2 separate regions of the Mus musculus genome follow, and region 1 is linked to region 2. The links are chromatin contacts, called in public promoter capture Hi-C maps. All regions are on one chromosome and are shown on one strand. Each heading gives the region's core, a stretch centred on a gene start, on an enhancer-like site or on the middle of the called end of the contact. The rest is flanking DNA. Distances are from core to core; before and after follow the strand shown.

What was found. Promoter capture Hi-C pulls out the DNA fragments that hold promoters and counts their contacts.
Region 1: a promoter capture Hi-C map of embryonic stem cells shows a contact between it and region 2, with 8 read pairs. The contact joins the enhancer-like site here to the promoter of Tbc1d4 in region 2. A contact is called at or near these places in 3 of 39 promoter capture datasets (embryonic stem cells and pre-B cells), 1 of 15 datasets of contacts at CTCF or cohesin (large pre-B cells), 2 of 484 Hi-C or Micro-C datasets (both in embryonic stem cells) and 1 of 9 other capture datasets (adipose tissue).

What each region holds. Positions count from the first base shown.
Region 1 is chr14:101,778,260-101,784,937 of GRCm38.p6, forward strand. All of the region lies in intron 1 of Lmo7 (LIM domain only 7), which reads left to right. Among named protein-coding and RNA genes, the nearest start is that of Lmo7, 52 kb to the left of the region's middle. Within about 2 kb of position 3,117, at least 63 of the 459 cell types and tissues checked have an H3K27ac peak or open chromatin away from gene starts, as enhancers often do. A contact at or near this core is called in embryonic stem cells, where this site is marked.
Region 2 is chr14:101,605,028-101,611,107 of GRCm38.p6, forward strand. Tbc1d4 (TBC1 domain family, member 4) reads right to left here and starts at 4,164. Exons shown (of 19, transcript NM_001081278.2): 1 at 2,936-4,164. The coding sequence starts at 3,433.

The DNA of each region.
Region 1 (6,678 bases), core at 1,867-4,366, 170 kb after region 2:
CGTCCTTGCAGCAAGCTAATGTGTGTCAGCCTTAGTGGCCACCCAAGAGAAGGGGTCTTAGTCAGACTGGTTGATACTTGGGCTCCTGTTGCCACTTCACCTGCTTCCACCCTGGATTTTAGAATAATTGATTGAGGTAAGCTTCCCATTTACCTTGTTCCTTATTTTATTTATTTATTTTATCTATCTATCTATCTATCTATCTATCTATCTATCTATCTATCTATCTATCTATCTATCTATCTATCTACTGAGGCAGTGTCTTATATGTTGCTCTGGCTGTCTTGGAATTCAGTATGTAGATGAAGCTGGCCTTGAACTCACAAACATCGCCAGCCTCTTCCTCCAAGATGCTGGGATCAAAGGCCTGGGTCACCACGCCCAACTCAGATACTCTTTGTCTTTTTGAGAATCCAAGGCTTCTGTGTTGCCTGTAGTCTTTCCAACTTCCAGAGGGCCTATGAAGTCTAGAAGCTTCTAATTCCATGACTTTTGCTTCAACTTCAGCTACGTTCTTCTGTGCTCTAGTTGGCTGTAGTCATATCCTAGAGAGTCTTTCCCATCATTAAATGATTGCGTTGTCCCCTAGCTTGACTCAACAGCTTCGTCTTCACAGTACTCAGCTCCTCTCTACTGTCTTCCTTCCGCTCCGTGCCGTGGTTTGCCCAAGCCAGGAGTCTTCATGAGACCATTCTCAGATGGATTTTTTTGTCCTCTTACGTCACTTTGGGAAATCTCCAAGTGTTTTTGATATTATTTGTGTCTTTGTAGGTTATTAATTCAAACATTTTTTTAATTTATTATTTTTGACACTTTATTATGTGTATGTGATGTTTTCTGCACTTTCATCCTGCATCTCCCCCACCCCCCAACCCTTCCCTCCAACAATGCCCCTGACCCTTAGTGAGGGGTTGAGCCTCATGCACCTCTCCTTCATGTATGCTGAAATGGTGATGGGCCAGTCTTGCTCAGGTCTCCTGCAGGAAACCACAGCTGCAGTGTGTTCGGGAGGGCAGTGGTCACATCGTTTGTGTCCAGAAACCACTGCTTTGTAGCACTCACCTTCAACCTCTATCTTCAGTTTTGTTTTGGGGAACAAGGCTAGCTTAGAAGTCATTGTCCCCAGCTTCCCGAGTGCTTGGATTACAGGTAGGTGCAACCATGCTTGGCTTAGACTAGGTCTTGAATGATCTCAGAAGCCCGTGTGTTAAAGATGTGCTCACCAGAGTCCTGGTGTTTGGAGAGGTCATTGGAGGTATGTTTTAGAGAGTCATTTTGGCATACTGACTCCTTCTTTTACGTTCTTTGCTTCGTGACTGTGAGGAGAGTAATTTGACATTACTATAGGCTCCTTCCTTGTTCTGCCTTGGCACACCCCAAACAACTGGGGCTCATGGGTAATGGACAAGACCATCTACAAATGGAAGCCAAAGTGAGCCTTCCCTCATTATACGTTAATCATCTATCGCTAGGATTTCACTATGGTGATGGAGCATTGATGACCATCTTGTTTGGTTTATAGAAGTTAGAGTCCACAGGTTGCAGTGTATATTCTTGTAGAAATCTCTCTGCCCATCGTGAGGATTGCCAGTGGGTTGTTTTTGTTTAGTTCTTCTCATCATGGTGGTGAGCAGTCGGGATCATTTAGTGAATGTAGTTATAATGGTGGGTCAGGTGCATGCTTAGCCTTATTATTATTATTATTATTATTATTATTATTGTATTGGAATTAGTACAGCGCACCTTAGGGTCCAACAGCATAATATTCATATTCATTATATAAACTATTATGGTTCTCATCTCTTACTGGTTTTGACTCCACAGCTTTTCAGACTTGCCGTATTGTACAAATACAGGCGAGTAAATAATGAAGGGCACTATGAGGCTTTGTGCAGCCCTGACATTTGTTCTATTTTTAGGCTATTTCTGGACTCCGGGCTTTCATCATGCCGCTATTAGGAAATTCATCAAACTTTCATATTGCCTGCGCTGGGCTCCATTGTCTGTGGCTGCCATCTGCTCCGCTCGGGGCGGCCTGATGATTATTTCATGTGCTCCTGCAACCCTCCTGTCTTCGCTGCTCTTCAGCCTCTTCAGCTTTTTCGTTCTTTGCCTCTGTTCTCTGTTCCTGGGTGTAGGAGAATTGTCACTTTTCTGAGGAGGAGGGAAACTTTAGTGAACATTGCTGTAGGTCTTTGCTCTCTCTCTGACTATTGCCAGGTTTTCCCTTGTCTCCGTCTCTCTTTTGCCTGAGCCAAATTCAAATTTTTAAGGACTTAAAAGATTTAAAAATGAATCACAATCACTTGTTGCACATGTACTGTGGTGCGTGAAGATCACCTGACACCTCATGGTGATTCCTGACTTCAGTAAACTTTTGGTCTAGGACAGAAAAGAGTGGCCTTAAGAATGATGAATTAAAGCTATTGTAATTCCCGGGTTGCTGGCTTAGTAACTCAGAGTCTCAGAAGGTGCTGGGAGGAAAGGGTTGACTCAGGAACATTGGTCTTTGTGGAGGCCGTGGAGAGAGGCCGTTTGAACTGTGGAAATGGACTAAGGAAAGCACTGAGCCTTTAGGAAGGTCAGAGTTTATGGGTCGATGTGACTTTGGGAAAGCCAAAGCAAGATGGCTATTTTTAAGGAGTACAAAGTAGAGTTTTGAAAAGTATTCAAGAGACAAAAGATTAAGGCCGAGCCATGCTTCCACCCTTCCATCCATCCATTCATCCATCCATCCATCCATCCATCCATCCATCCATCCATCCATCCATCGATTGGAGGAGCCTGTGTTCATATCTGTGCCAGGTGCAGAACCTGAGTGGGTGGGGCATGTGGCCGCGGAGCAGCGAGGAAGGGCAGAGCCTCTGAGGCTTGAGTTTAAGCAATGCAGAAAATGTAAATCCTAGGATTTCAACAGAAAGTGAGGTGTGCATGGCTCTCTGAGGACTGTTCACCCAATCGGGTTGGAGACGAGGAGTGAGGCAAGATTCTTCTAGATGACATACTCAGCTGGGAGAGTAAAGTTGAGGCAGAAGGATCCAAGGACAGGCCAGAGCTAGATGACTAACACCATTTGCCTCTGTGAGAAACATTTGTAAGGCAGGCGAACCCCGCCCCAGAGTTTGACACAAAGAGTGGTTTACGGCCAGGGTGAAGCAAATCACCCTGTTAGAGCTTTCCTGATTAACCCATGCCCTGCCGCTTCCCATCCAGTCCCACCCTGCCACAGGCCCGCCCAGTTCGGATGCATAGTCAAGCGAGGATCTGAACTGCCTGCCACATGGTAATGCTAGGCCGGGGAAGCAGATCTCTGTGTCCGTGAGCCCCAGGAAAGTCTCCTGTTGGGGGAGGGAAATTGTCAAGAGGACTGAGAAGACTCTCAGAAGTCTTAAGTTTGGCGTCTGAACACTTCTTAAGTCAGGGTTTCTTTCTGTAAAAATGCATATACATTTGTAGTCTTGAGGATTGAAGCCAGGCCTACACCTATACTTGGCTAGTGTTGTGGCATTGAGCTATCTGTCAGGCTTCTCTTAGAACTACGGAGGGTCATAGATCTACAAGTAAACTGATTCTCTACTTTAATATACAAACTTTTACGTACAAAGTGTCAAAATCTATCCGAGTGAACCAACAATGCTCCTGTGGGAACACTCTAGAAGCCTTCGTATACTTAGTAAAGGCTACAGTTTTGCAGTATTATAAAAATATTTCTCACTTTCACCAAATACAACCTTATGTTGTGTTTTAAACCTCACAATGAGCTGTTTTGTTGAAATTCTTTTTAGTAATGTGCCTGGATCCAGTCATTAATATTTAGACTCCTGCAGTACTGAGAACATACCAGACAGTGGCAGCAAAGAACAGAGACGGATTTCAGGCTTTGTTTCGTTTGTCCTCTAAGGAAGAGTACTGTGGAGGTGACAGTTTGGTGCAAATTTGTTCTCTCATAAGGAAGCCCGAAGTACCTGTTTAAAATCAAACACATACCAGAGGAATCCAGGCTTCTTGGCAGGTCCTAAGTCCTTCCCATCCAAACAGTTTGTCTTGTAGTCATATCTCAGTGACACACAGAGTCAGAGGAGAACTTCTAGGCCAGCCCAAGACATTTGAATCAGAATCTTCCAGAGAAAGGCCTACAAACTTGGCTGTGTTTCACTAACTCTGCAGACAGTGAGTCTCTACACTCAGTTAAGAGTTGACAAGTTAGTCCTTCCTATGGAGCATCATGAGTCTATGAGGTGGTGTTCACAAACCAGGCAAGGAGACAAAGGGCATCAGGAACATCCCTCCACACGGCTGTTCATCACTCAGGACCAGGCACTCTTGGTTATGACGTAATGCTGTCCGGATACTGTTCTCCATTTTCAAAGAGAACTTATAGTTCTCAGCATACTGCGTCAGCGTTGCTAAGGGAGGTCACTGGGTTTCCTGAAGAAGGATTCCTAAGGCCATCAGTATTTGGGGAAGAAACCCAATTAATCAATGTCTATGGGTTAAGTATACGGTACATTATATGTCTTAAGTAAGCTCCAAAATGGTGTTTAAAAATTATTCTCTACCTTTTAAACAAATCACCCTAGTAAGTACAAATAAAACTAGTTCTTGGTCAAGGATATTTTAAATTAGTAAGTTAAACTTTTGAGGTGAACTGGAAACGTGATTGAGATCTCCTAAGGCTCAGAAAGAGTCTAAAGGAAAGAGCTTAGCATCTGAGTTGCTTGAGGAAGGGATTTCTTAGTAGTCCTGTAGTTGGAAGTGTGGCTCACTCACAGAAGACAGCTAGTGGAAGTTTGTATACCCAAGAGCTGGGGCCCCATTTGTTATACTTTTAGGTATGTTTTAGATCTCGTGTGTTGAAAACTAACAAAGGAAGTTATGGAAAAGATAATAAATGGACTGCAGAGATCTTAATTCTGTGGAATTGTTACCCACAATGCAAAGGAGACACATCATGACCTTTTTTGTCGGGCTTCTTTCCTTCTGCCTATTTCCAAGAATCATCCATGCTGTATCGTGTATCAGCACTTCAATATTTCACTATATGGTTTTAATTGTAGTCAATTTATTCATTGATTGATTGATAAGCTTTTAGGTGGCACCCACTTCTTTTGCTTAACATGAGCAAGGCTAAATAAATATAAATGTTTGTGTCTGAGATTTCATGTGGAAAAAAGGTTTTCATTTTCTTTGAGATCAAAGTAGGGATAGAATTGTAACTCTCTCCTTGCTTCCTGGAATTCCTTGTTGAGTTGGTTACTGGGAGCTTGACAAGTAGATTCCTGAAGAACTGTGTCACTGTTGATCAGTGCCACAGACAACCTTAGGAGTAGACATCCATGAAGAGTCGTTGAGTGGGATGTTTATGTCACAGACATACGAACTCCGTCTCTCGATGCCAAACTTACACTGAAGAGTGAATTGTATCATTGTCACCAAAGGGTAGACCTCTCAATTTGAAGTCCATATAGGACTAAGTAGTGACTCTTCACCTGAAACTGTAATGTAGCCACACCATTTCTAAAAATGAATGTTTCCCACAGTGATGACTCTCACGGGAATTCACGGGGAGCTAGGCAGGCCATTGTTGAGACTTGTTCATGTGTGTGAGACATTTCTGTACAAAACAACAGCATCTTTTGACTCTTGAAAACCCATGATTATATTAAGCATTATAACTATACTTGAAATATTCTGATAATGGATGCTCACATCCACTTACGACTTGTATACCCACTACTTAAAAACTTGTTGATCTGGAAAAAAATAACTCATGCAGTAGTCAGGGCTTTGGGGAGACTTTTTCATGAATACTTTCTATCCACTTGCAACAGTTTAAATTGGAGTATGGACCTATGTTTGGAGACAAAATTTAATCTTTATAAGTAGTAGGTGCTAGCAAAATAGACGTGTTTAAGAGGAACACATTTGGGGGTTTGCTGTCTCCAGAGACCTTAACTTGTGGCTAACAGGGCTCATGTGGTCTTGGTTTTGTGTCCCAAGCAAATTTGTGCCTACTATCAGCACTGGAGGGAATCTTCCTTTCTTGTAGTTTCACTTAGTCCTTCCCATTGGTGTTTATCTTTGGGCTCCATCACTATAGCCACTTAGAGCGATTAGCTTGAGCTATAAGATTAAAGTGGATTATGGCGCTTGGGGTGTAACTTGTCCTGCATCAGAAATTATTTTACTTCTTTTCTTTGCTCAAGGAATGTAGCCTAGCTGGCATTTGGCTCCATAATGACTGAATGAGAACCTCAAGTGTTTAGACTGTTTCATATTTTTGCTGTTTCTTTCCCTGTGTGGGCCCGTGCCTGAGGAACTTGCATTGGGAGGTGTAATTACTACACCCACTCTTAGAGGAAGGTCTTGAAGAGGGCAATGGCTTTGGAAAAATTTTTAGACTTGTGACCACCATGAAACATTGTATTCTGTTTAGAATTGGTGATCTGTGCAATTCTGATGACCACAGACTTGGAAGACTTGTGAGTTGGCTTTGGTTTTGCTATCAGATGATATTAGTATTGGCAGAAATAGCTCTGGTACATTCCAGAATATTATGTAGTACAATGCCAAGGTTTAATAGAGGCTAGTGATTGGGGAATCATGCCCCTCAAAGCTATGTTATTTGCTGAATATACAATATCATTTCACCAATTCACATGCTACAACTCAGAGACT
Region 2 (6,080 bases), core at 2,914-5,413:
TGAAATCATACACATAATAAAAGAAATATTATATATATATGTATATATATATATACACATATATGTATATGTGTATATATACATATATATATATGAACACATATATAAAAGAATATGTATGAATATATGAGAATATATACACAACAGGTTATATGTATATATTTATACATACATATATACATAAAAATAGTAATCAAAGAAAAAGAAGGCGTGGATGTGAGAGATAGTGAGGAGGACTGTAGGAAGGACTGGAGGGAGGGGACATAGGAGGGGGGAAAGGCAAGGGAAATTATGTAATTATAGTTTAATTGAAATCTTTTGTATCCGTTTTTTTTTGTTTTTTTTTTTTTTTTTTTGAAATAGAGTTTCTCTCTATAGCCCTGGCCGTCCTGAAGTTCCCTCTATACATAAGGCTGGTCTTGAGCTCAGAGATCTGTCTGCCTCTGCCTCCTGAGTGAGTGCTGGGATTAAAAATGTGTGCCAACATGTCTGGCTTTTAAAATAATTTTTTTTTCTTTAAGTCCATATACGTAAGGGGGTGGGCTGGGGTGTGGAGAATTAGCATAAACATTCTGTTGGTATAGTAATAGCACATTCAGCCTCTAACGCTTAACTCTGCAGTAGAGCTATATCCAAGCACGTGTGTAATTGACTCCAAATCCAGGCATCCAGAAGGGACCCAGTAACTACTGCTGAGAGCCCACAGTGCCAATGCCTGCAAGGAAATGAGCAAGGATGCTTCTTCAACAGAGCAGACCCAAAGAAGAAAGGGTAATATAAACCAGTCAGCGTCACCACAAGGCCTGGCAACTGTAATGCATTCTTCCCTATGGCCAGAACCAGAACATTGTGTTAGGATACAGGAAAGATAGTGATAATCTCACCTGTGAGTTTTAAATAAATAAGCATAAAATGAATCTCACTGGCTACCCATGGTAGGGAATTTGAAGTCATTTGTAATGAAGTATTCTGTGGCAAACAATTAAAATCACCACCAGGAGGCCTCAACCCTACACAAGGAACTGCAGGCAGCTAAGAAATGCTTAAGCTAAGATAAAGAAGAGCACGGGTCATCCAATGTTGAAGCCCTGAAGACATACACACCATACAGACTTAGCAGCTTGAGATATATGAAATTTAAATTTGAAAAAGAGCAAGGAGGGCTACGTAGGAGGGCTTGGAGGGAGGAAAGGGTAGTAAGGAATGATGTCATTTTATAATCTCAAAAATAAAGGAAATAATAAAAGAAAGTCTAATTGCCCTCTTCACATTACCAGTTCTGGTTGTTTAAGGCATTTGTCTCTTGGGGACTGGTATGGTCATCCAAAAGGACTTCCTGCTCTTCCAGAGGACCAGCGTGTGCTTCTAGCACCTGACAACCACCTGTACTATAATGGTTCAAGGGCATCCAAAGCCCTCTTCGGGCCTCTTCAGGCACAAGTTTTACACACACACACACACACACACACACACACACACACACACACACACACATGCACGCACACAAACACAAATAAATAAATATAAAAAAAAATCCCCCCAAAATAAAAATATTCAAAAGGGTATTTTTCTCTTCTAGAAAGTAATGAAAGAAACTAAAGGCAATTGTCTTTTACTTCAGTTTTGTTATGGGACTTTTGTGGATTGCTAGTATCAAATAATATTTTTAAAGTTCAATTATGGAATGAGAATAAAATAAGGACTTATTATAGGATGTTCTTCTAGTCTTAATTTCTCAGCCACCAAAAGAATACATCTGAGACTACTTATTTATTTATGTTTGGTCAACAAATTATGTTTTTAGAAAATAGCAAAGGGGTGGGGCTTTAATACTGGAAAGCAAACTAACACAAAGCACACACACACACACACACACACACACACACACACACACACACACATTTCTTTCCACACTTCTAAGCCTGTTTACCAAGGCACAGTTACTATAAGTTTTCCTCTTTCTTTTAGAGCAGGGATTCTCAGCCTCCCGATGCGTGACCCTCTAATACAGTTCATTACGTTGTGATGACCCCTAACCATAATATTATTTCGTTACTACGTCATAACTGTGATTTTGTTAGTTATGGATCGTAATGTAAATATCTGATATGCACGATCTCTGATATGCAGCCCCAGGTTGAGAACTGCTGTTATATTTGCACGTGCTCATTAAGGAACTCAAGGTTCTATTTAGTAACAGAACACTTCGAGTTAGAAAGCTCTGGAGAAATACTGGACACTAAGCTAGAAGAGTATAATGCTTTAAAATGACATTTGAAACTCCTCTATCACACTGATTTTTAAGTTACTCAAATATGCAGTTATTGTCTCAGTGGGTGCAAAAAATAATAGAAAGGTCTTCCGACTCCATATTTGCAGAATCATACTTACCTGACATTCTGACATTTCTAACTTCCTTAGACTGGCCTCTGAAATCACACACCCCCAGGCCCAGATACTTATAGGTACTTTGGTGACAGTGACGCGCCAGCCAAACAAGTATAAATGCAATACTACCGAGCCTGAGAACCGGTGCCCCGTGCTCTCCAAGCGCTTCCAAGAAACACACACTTTCACACACGCACACAGGCGAAAGCCAGGCAAGCCATCCATCACCAGTCACCAGGATCCTCCTGGGATCCGCGCTTTTCCTTGAGTCCTCTGCAGACTTGCCAACTCCTCCCAGGTCCCAAGACCACTCTGAGTCTACTTCCCTTCCTCCCGCTCTGGGCAGCCAGCCGGTCCCCAAGACCAGAGCAGCAACGAATCGCTTTCTCTCCCATTCCCATATCCCAAAAACAGAACGAGGGGAGCACCGGAGCGCGCCACGTGGAGCGCAAGCCAGCAGCCAGATCCAAGACAGTTCTTAAAAGAGAGGCCCCTGCCTTGCCAGTCCGGGTGGCCCCAGTCCCGCCCCCTGGCACCCACAACTTACCTGGTTAGGATCCGTGGCGCGGAAAACGTGGCAGGCCATCTGTGACTCGGGGTCGTCGGGCTGCGCCTTGATCAAATAGGCAAAGTAGGTGAGGTCGTGACTGTTGTGGATGAAGCGCGAGATGTGCTGAGCCTTGTGCTCGAAGATGAACACCCCGGTGTTGGGCTGCACAGCCCCGGAGCCTGCGCCCCCGCCGACCCCGGCACCCGGCGCAGGGACACAACGCAGAAAGGGGGCGCTGAGCACCAGGATCACCTCCCGGGCTGCGGGCGCCCCGCAGCCGCCCGCATCGGGCTTCTGGCTGCGCCGACGGATCTCGGCCATGAGCCAAGGGAGCATGGGTAGCGTGGTCCTGCGATCCAAGCAAGACCCTCCCACGTACCATAGCCGGAAGCGCTTGTCGCCAGGCTTGGTGGCACCTGGCTGTGCTGGGGCACTCGGCTCAGGCTCCAGGGGGTGCGGGAAAGGCTCATCCTGAATGCAGCTAGGCGACTCCATAACTCGCGCCTAGCGAGGGCACCGCGCCCCCAACTCTCACTGTGCAGGAGCCGAGGAAACTGCTAACTGTCGCCCCAGGCCCCCGCGCCTGCCTTGGTGCCACCAGTTCTTAAAGTCCGTGCTTCAGCGGCCCTGCCCCATGCGACACTTCCCCGGGCGCGGCTCCGAGCCTTTGGCTGCAGCTCAGTGGACTAGCGGGAGACCCAGGCTCACGCGCGCATCCTCCTTCCTGGAGATCGCGCCCCAGGGCAGGTCTGTTCTCCAGCCGCCGGTCCGTCCTTGGGGTCCGGGACCAGGGCAGCCGCGGTCTCTCGATCCTGCTCGGGCTCCTGCTCCTGCAGCCCGCTGCGGCCGGCGCGCTCACCCAGCGCTGGCACGGGAAGGCTGGGCGGAGAGTGGAGCTGTGGGCGGGAAGGGGCGACTGGGGCGGAGCTGACTCCTAGCAGGGTGACCGGCTGTCACCTGGAAGGTCGGGGGTGCCCGCTTGCGGCCCGCTCAGTCCTGGAGAACTAGTCCAATGGAAAATAACAAAAACAAACGTGGCCTCGAGCAGGCAGCTCCTGCACCCGCCGATTCTGCAGCCCAGCTCGCTGCTCCTCCTCCAGGGTTCCCGTCCCTCCCTCGCTCGCTCCTTCCTTCCTTCCTCCCAGGCTGCTACTTTAAAGCCGGCTGCTACTCCGCCTCTAGTCTACGGGCGCAGAGCTTTGCCAAGAAGCTGAGGTCGCCTCCCTGCCTCCTCCTCCGGCCTCCGCCCCTCATCTCGCCTCGGGGGGCAGTCGTACCCAGCTTGGCGAGGGCACTTCCCGGAGCAGGCTGGCCTCTCTCCTCCTGGAGACTCTACTGCCCCCTGGAGAGGGGCCATTCGCAGTGGGGCGCTGGGATTTTGTTTTTGAGCAATATTTGCTTAGTTTTATTCTGTCTAAAGCCTGAATATTACTATGTTCTGCATCCTTTTTCTTAATCTCAAGGACTCATCAGGATTTGATCACAATTCTATGATAAAATACATTCCAATATTCACTTTAAATTTCAACATTGCTTGATATGAATCTTCCCATTTCTTAGTGCAGCTAACTTCTTAAAATACACAGAAGTTAAACTTCTTTACCCATGCCCATTTCAGAGCTAGTGCAAAATTCTTCCCTTTTACATATGAGAATACATATTTCAAAAAAATTAGGGATAATTTGATTATTGTAATTTTAAAACAAAACAGTAAAATATAATTCCTTTTCCATTCTAGCATTTTAAATGGGTTTTGTTATTGGTGCTGCTGTGTGTTTAGTGTTAGTATTTTTAAGTCAAAGTCTCCTTCCTAGATAGTACAGGTTGACTTGGTACACTCTATCCTCCTGCCTCAGTTTTCCAAGACCTGGGATTATAGGAATGTACCACCATCCTCGGTGAACTCTCATACCTTCGTTATACCTTTGCTGGATGATAAGGAATGAGCAGGAGAAAAACCAAAATAAAGGAGGAAACTTTAGGGGTTTTTGTTTTATTTTGTTTTTCGAGACAGGGTTTCTCTGTGCAGTCTTGGCTGTCCTGGAACTCACTATGTAGACCAGGCTGGCTTCGAACTCAGATCCACCTGCCTCTGCCTCCCGAGTGCTGGGATTACAGGCATGTGCCACCACTGCCCAGCAGGAGGAAACTTTAGACTTACTTTTTTCCAGGTGCTTAGAAGAAAAAATGAAAACTCCAGGGTTTTGTTTTGTATTTAGTGGTCTTGTGATTTTCTCTAGGGTCATTTTGCTTCCTGTTCAGACAAAGTCAATAGGGTCAAATATGCTACACTTCTGGGACCACCACATAGCTAGCCTCTTTTTAAGAACCATCTATGTTCCAGGATGAAGATGTTATCAATTGGTTGAAGTCGTTTACTTTAACATGAAAAAAAAATCTCTGTGGAAAATACAACTCAAGTCTTCAAGGAGGAATTAAACACTCTGAGAACAGAGATAGAAATTGTCTAAGATTACAGCAGACTTCGTGCACAGATCTCATTTCCCTAAGTCGCACCTCTGACACTTGTGAAAGAGAAGGAAAAGAAAAAAAGCCATGGCTCAGTTAGAGAAGCCTTAGTGGTCCCTCCAAGTCAATCAGTGTGCGGACTAGGACTGTGTTTGGAGCCCCACTGGACCAGTTCCTACTGGCATAATTAACTCAAGCCAGAGAGAATAAACTTTTGGTGATTGGCAGGAAAGGCAAGCTAACTGTGGTTGTACCGGTCACTCTTTATTTCAGAGATGTTTACCTTTCATTTATAAATCGTACTACTATCTGGGAAGATGGCTGTCTCTGCCCTCTTTAAGTTGAGCATGGCCACGTGACATGACAACGATGTGTGAACAGAAGTGACTCGGGTCATGTCTGAAGGACAAGCATTTAACTGGAAGCAGAAGACTGCACACTTGTCCCACTCTTGCTCTCCGGTGGCCATGGTGAAAACAACACATTCAGATGGAGGAGCCTCGTGATCAGAGAAGAACGGAATGCTGAGCCATCGCTCTGAGGACAGCTGTCCTGGAAAACGCCAGGGGCAAGAGAGACGCCTCACACATAAATGATAAACTCTTATCCTACTAAACCACTGGGATTGTGGGTATATTAAATATTAGTTTCCTTATTAACCTGTCCTAGCCTG